Linked DNA regions of Sus scrofa: region 2 is linked to region 1. Evidence: chromatin contacts called from public Hi-C data. All regions are on one chromosome and are shown on one strand. Each heading gives the region's core, a stretch centred on a gene start, on an enhancer-like site or on the middle of the called end of the contact. The rest is flanking DNA. Distances are from core to core; before and after follow the strand shown. Region 1 overlaps SPTBN4 (spectrin beta chain, non-erythrocytic 4). Region 2 holds the start of LTBP4 (latent-transforming growth factor beta-binding protein 4).

Region 1 (2,753 bases), core at 123-2,622:
GAAGTTCCTCGGTCAGGGGTCGAATCGCCTCCTCAGTCACAGCAACACCCGGGGCCACCCACATCTGTGACCTACACTGCAGCTTGTGGCAACGCCGGATCCTTAACCCACTGAGTGAGGCCAGGGATAGAACCTGCATCCTCAGGGATACTAGTTGGGTTCTTAACCCACTGAGTCACAACAGGAGCTCCTGTCTGTTGTCTTCTTTATTGTGGCCCAATAGATGGCCTCACTTCTAGTCACAGGACCCTGATTTTCTTTGGGGGAACCCCCTTGCCTCCATCTCAGCTCAGATAATTCAGTTAAGGCTGACCCCAGCTGCAAGTTCCAGGGGTGGCCCTTAGCCCAGACCAGGCCATTCAGAGCCATCTACATCCCTGGTCACCAGTAGTAGCTCAGGGTAGACATGTGACTCAAATTGTGCCTAACAGTTATTCCTGGGACAACTTCGGAAATTCTTGAGAGAGAAAAATTCCCCTCAGCTTTACTGGTGGGATGTAAACTTGAATCTGTTGGAGATCTTTTACCAGTAGGAGAAAAGAGTTGGCCTGAGAACAAAGCTAACAGGAAAAGAAAAAAAAAAAAAAGGAAATGAGAGATTCATGACTTCATGACATCTTGGAAGCAGCTGGATGCATCTGTACCTGTTGTCCACAGTCTTCTCAATTATCAGAACCAGTAAATTCCCTTTTTTGGCTTTAATCACCTCAAGCTATTTTCTATCATTCGTATCCAAATGTGTCCTAACCCTCACCCTTGCCCTGGCTCTGCTCACCTGATTCTTTTTGATGTACTGCTGGACGGCCTGCAAACCATTGCCTCGCTCTGTCTGCAGGGCCAGTGGCAGCCGCTCCTGGACCCACGCCTGGAGAGGAATCAGGGAGCAGGTCAAGAGGAGGACACAGGGAGCAGGGCAAGGACCCTGACGTCCCAACTAAACTGTAAGCATCCAAGCCTCCACACCTCCAAGGCCCTTCCTCACCTAAAAGCCTGCTCGCATCTTCAGTTTCCTCTGAAGACGTCTCCATGCTCTGTCCTGCTCTATGCCCTTGCAACAGGCTCCTGCTCACTCCTGACCTTTGCACAGGCAGGTCCTGCTTCCTGGATTCCCTTCTCACTCCCTCAGCAGGCTCCCTCATACTCTTCCTTCGTGTCTCAGCTCAGACAATTCCTTTTCCAGGAACCTCTCCCTGACTTTGGAACTTGGCTGGTTGCCTGCTCTGGGCTCCCACGGCCGCCTGGCTTCCCCATCACAGTCCTAACCACCCCGGGTTATCCTGATTTAGGACAAGTCTGTTTTCCTCTTTGGACTCTGAGTTCCCATGCGCAGGAAGAGGCAGGATCTGCCCGGTGACTCTCGTGATCCTAGCGTCAGGTTTGGGCTGGGCCCAGAATGATCGAGTGAATGAGCAAATTGGAGAGTGAATGAATGAGTGAGCAGATCCGGAAGTGAGTGGCTAAGGAAATGAATGGGTGAAGGACAAGTAAGTGAATAACAAATCAGTGAGTGAAGGAAGAAATAAAGGATGAGTAGATAAATAAATCAACGACCATGGCTAAATCAACGATTTAAAGTGTTAATGACATGAGAACGAACGAATGAATGAATGAGTAAATTAAAAAGTTAAGGGTTGAATGACTGGCTCTATCATTGTATCAGTGGGTAGGTCTTCCAGCCGTCGCCACCCTTGAACCCGCAAGGTCCCACGGCCCGCCCCCTCCCAGTCTCCGCCCCCTCTGCCCGCCCCATCCTCGCACACCCCCGGCCCTTACCCTGGCCCCGCCCCGGATCCCCGCGCGGATCCTCACCAGCTCATCGTCGAGGTCGTGCGCCACCTGGTGCAGCTCCTTGGAGGCGAGCAGCAGGCGGCGGCGCTCCTGCAGCGGCTCGAGCAGACGCACCAGGCGCTCGCCCACCGCGTTCTGCCGCTCGCCCACCAGCTCCTTGCTCGCCGGCTCCAGAGGCAGCGCCGCGGTCTGCGCCTGCAACTCTCCCACCTCGCGGTACCACTCCTCCACCTGCGACTCCATCGACTGTGGGGACAGCGCGGGGTCAGCCCCCCCCGCCACACACACACCCGGAACCCGCTGTGGTATTCCAATTCCAGCACCTTTCTGGTGACAGCCAAACCCCTGGCCGCGGCCAGCTATTCCACTCTCGCCTTGCTCAATTGTTCCAGAAGCATTGCCCTCCTCGCTGATTCTGCAACCCACTAAGCTAGCTCCTGCCTCAGGGCCTCTGCTGTTGCTGTTCCCTCTGCTCAGCATGCTCTTCCCTGTCTATCAGATTTCAGCTCAAATATTATCTTTTCAAAGAGGCTTACCTGACCCCCTGGACTAAAGCGTCCATTAGTTTATTAGTTCTCGGGAAACCCTTTCAAGGTTGCTAGTATCCCTGTTTTACAGAGGAGGAAACTGAGGCCCAGAAAAGTTAGGTAATTTGTCCAGATTCAGCCTTTCCAAATATCAAAAATAAACACAAAGCTATAGAGATTTAAATGGCTGAAGTGCCACAGGGATAGACAGAAAGTGCAAACGCAGACGCAAATACACAGGAGGATTCCTACAGTTTATAGATGCCGTTTCCAATCTCCAAGGAAAGGATGGATTATTCAGTAAATGGTCAGGGGCCAAGTGGCTGACCAATTTAGCTGGATCCCTTCCTCGCTCTTTATGCTGAAACCAATTCCAGATGGATTAAAGACTTAGGTGGAATAAGTAAACCCATGAGGCATACCAAGAAAACCTGGGCA
Region 2 (2,867 bases), core at 365-2,864, 36 kb before region 1:
CACGTCCGTTTTGGACACAGCCGTCATCCCTCAATTGACCGGCAGGTGGCGCCACCTCCACAGGCCTCAAAGGTTGGGGAGGGCGTCCTCCTTTGACTGTGGGTCCTGAGGAGGGTGCTGAGGTGGAGGGGCATACAGGAGCCACAGTCCAGCAGTGGGAATCCCAAGGCCTGAGTTCTAGCCTGTTCCTGCCCTTCCACGCCGTGGGTCCCGGAGCCAGCGTCTCCTGGTCTTTGGGCCTCCGTTTCCCGCCTGACCAGGAGGGAGTAGTTCTTGGAGAAATCTTCGCGCCCAGAGGGTCTCAGATTCTGGCTGGCGGAGCCCTCAGCTCCGGCGCAAGTGCGTCGCAACCAAGGGGCCCCCCAGACAAATCCATTATTCTGAGGCTAAGGGGGACCTGGGACGAGGGCGCGCGCTCAGGCCGGGAGAAAGGGTCATGGGGGGATGCTGCTAAGGGGACGTCGGGCGTATGGACACTTTTCAGACCGGTGGGGCCCAGTAAGGGAGGAGGCTGCCCGGTTAGGAGCCTTCGGGACCCCGATCCTGCCGTCATCCCTCCCGCCTTTTCTCCGCGTTAACCCCTTCCCAGCCCCGCCCCCGGCGCGGCTCGGATTACTAAACGCATTCGCAGAGACCGAGGCGGGAGCGGAGCCCGGGGCCTTTGTAGCGGAGCGCTGGGCCGCAGGGCGGGGGGTGGGAGTACTGGGCAGACTGTTTCCTTCGATCTCGTCACCCGTAGACAGGAAGAGTGACTATAACCCCAAATCTATAGGAAATGCTGGATCTCTTGCCGCGAAATCACTGGTACCTCATTGAAGCCTGGAATCCTCTAATTCTAGGAAACTAGAGCATCCTGAACTCTCATGAAATCTGAAGGCCCCCCACCTCCACACAATTTTCCACAAGCCGCTCCACCATCCACTCAAAACTCCATGTCTTCCTAACACATTAGGAAAAGGTCACTTTTAATTAATTCAGCGGTTCCTCAACCCTAGAAAACGAGGACATCTCACGTCCCCCATAAAGGCTCTTAATAACTTCCCATACTCTTCCTCTTTAGGCATCCAAGAAGCTTGGGGGACCCTCTTCCAGCTCGGTCCCCCATCCATCATCTTAGAAGGCAAAGCCCCATCCCCAAATAAACTGTGACCTTCCTCCGAATAAACTCTAGAATTCCCTGGAGCCGTATCTGTCTCTACCGCACGGGAGGAGAATCCCTCCGCTTGAAATCTCAGAACACCTCAGATTCTAACCTCTGCGAAATAGAGGGCCCCAATAAATCCAAGGGCTCTGGTTCTTCATCCCTATCCCGACGCAGCGGCAAAATCCGAAAGTCCTGGTCTTCTTGGGCTGCCAGACTTATTGAGTGGAAGGGGCACAAGGAAGAGGGGGCCGAAGCAGGGCTTACCCGGCCGGGCGGCCCGGGATCACCGCAACCTCGACGGCCTGGCTGGGGCGGGCGGCGGAGGCGGCGGTGGCGGCGGCTGCAAGGAGCGGCAGCAGGAGCACCAGCAGGAGGGGGCGGCGGCCGCTGGGTCCAGGCAGCCGCATCGTGTCCGGCGTGGAGTCTCGCTCCAGGCGGCCCGTCTGTCCAGCGGGTCCGGCTTGGCGCGGCCCCGCCTTCCGCCCCCGCCGGAGGCCGACTCATTTTCTCCACTGTCCCAGTCGCGGGCTGTGAACTTCCCGCCAATCAGAGCCCCGCGCCGCCAGGGGGCGCTGCCCGCGCTACCAATCGGGAGGCGACAGGGGAGGGGCTAAAGGTACAGGTGCCGGGCATAGGGCGCTGGGGCCTGGACTTCTCAGTGCTGTGGGGGGTACTGGCTCAGTGAACCCTCTGGCAAAGAAGAGGCCCCAAACGTAAAGGTTTTGGGACCCCTCCCACTCGATGCGTAGGCGGCGGCCAGGTTCCCCTAAACCAGACTCCTACTCAAAGACCTCATCCGTTGGCTGACAGTCCTGGGAGCAGTCCATCCGAATTTGCTCCCAGACTGACTTAGATGCTGAAAGATCCAACGGACGCTACACTGAGCCCCAGGTCTGGCCCCTCTGAGTCCCAGGCCCACTCTGGATCTTCCCGAAGGATCTGCTCTTTCTCAAGGCCCCGTGTTTCAGGGGTTCCAGGCTCAACAAATAGCTTCCTCGGGAAGCTGTAGGTTCTGCCCTTCAGAGGACCCAGGCTTCCCCTGACCCACAGACTCTGCTCCCAGAGGCCTCCGGCTCTGCCCTCCTATTGCATCCCTCTCCACCACCACTCTTAGAGGCTATCACACCTTCTTCCCTGTCTGAATCGTTAAAGGCTCCTAAGGGCACCCCCTCCTACTTCCAGACTTGCAGAATTTCTCCTTAGAGAATTCCAGTCGCCTCCATTCCTAGTGAACTCTGCCATTAGGAGCCCCAAGCCACAAAGGGCCTTGGTCCCCACCTGCACCCATTTTCGTAGGTTCCAGGATCCAAGCCCCTCCCAACTCAAGAGGGTCTCAAACCCAGCCCCTTCCTTTCACTATGTATTAAAGGCCCCGTCTTCTCTCCATGGAATTACAAACCCCCACCTCTCTCCCAAGGGCGCTGCCCCTAGAGCTTCAGAGGCTGCTCCCTAGGTGCCCTCTTCCGCTCTTGAGTTTTAGGCCACAACATTTCCCACAGAGAATTGGGCCAAGGCCCCACATTTAGGATCCCAAACCCTACTCTTTTCATGTTTGTCCCCCTGCAGAGGTTCCAAACGTCATCTCTCACAGCCGTTTTATTCTCAAGCTTTCCCATTCTGTGACTGTGAGCCCTGCCACCAGAGGATCCCAGGCTCCACCCACAGAGGGTATTAGGCCACCAGCCCAGACCGTACAGCTGACCACAGACTAAGGACAGCAATC

Evidence for each region. Hi-C and Micro-C count contacts between places; a contact is called where the count stands out from the background.
Region 2: a Hi-C map of retroperitoneal adipose tissue shows a contact between it and region 1, with 2.3 times the contacts expected there. The contact joins the promoter of LTBP4 here to the enhancer-like site in region 1. A contact is called at or near these places in 1 of 5 promoter capture datasets (liver), 18 of 47 Hi-C or Micro-C datasets (alveolar macrophages, blood, brain and 11 more) and 1 of 2 datasets of contacts at active chromatin or transcription factors (skeletal muscle).

Annotation. Positions count from the first base shown.
Region 1 is chr6:48,793,285-48,796,037 of Sscrofa11.1, reverse strand. It overlaps SPTBN4 (spectrin beta chain, non-erythrocytic 4), which reads right to left. Exons shown (of 36, transcript XM_021094394.1): 21 at 1,810-2,034; 22 at 776-865. Among named protein-coding and RNA genes, the nearest start is that of SHKBP1, 19 kb to the left of the region's middle. Within about 2 kb of position 1,372, at least 8 of the 83 cell types and tissues checked have an H3K27ac peak or open chromatin away from gene starts, as enhancers often do. A contact at or near this core is called in retroperitoneal adipose tissue, where this site is marked.
Region 2 is chr6:48,829,765-48,832,631 of Sscrofa11.1, reverse strand. LTBP4 (latent-transforming growth factor beta-binding protein 4) reads right to left here and starts at 1,614. Exons shown (of 34, transcript XM_021094399.1): 1 at 1,409-1,614. The coding sequence starts at 1,551.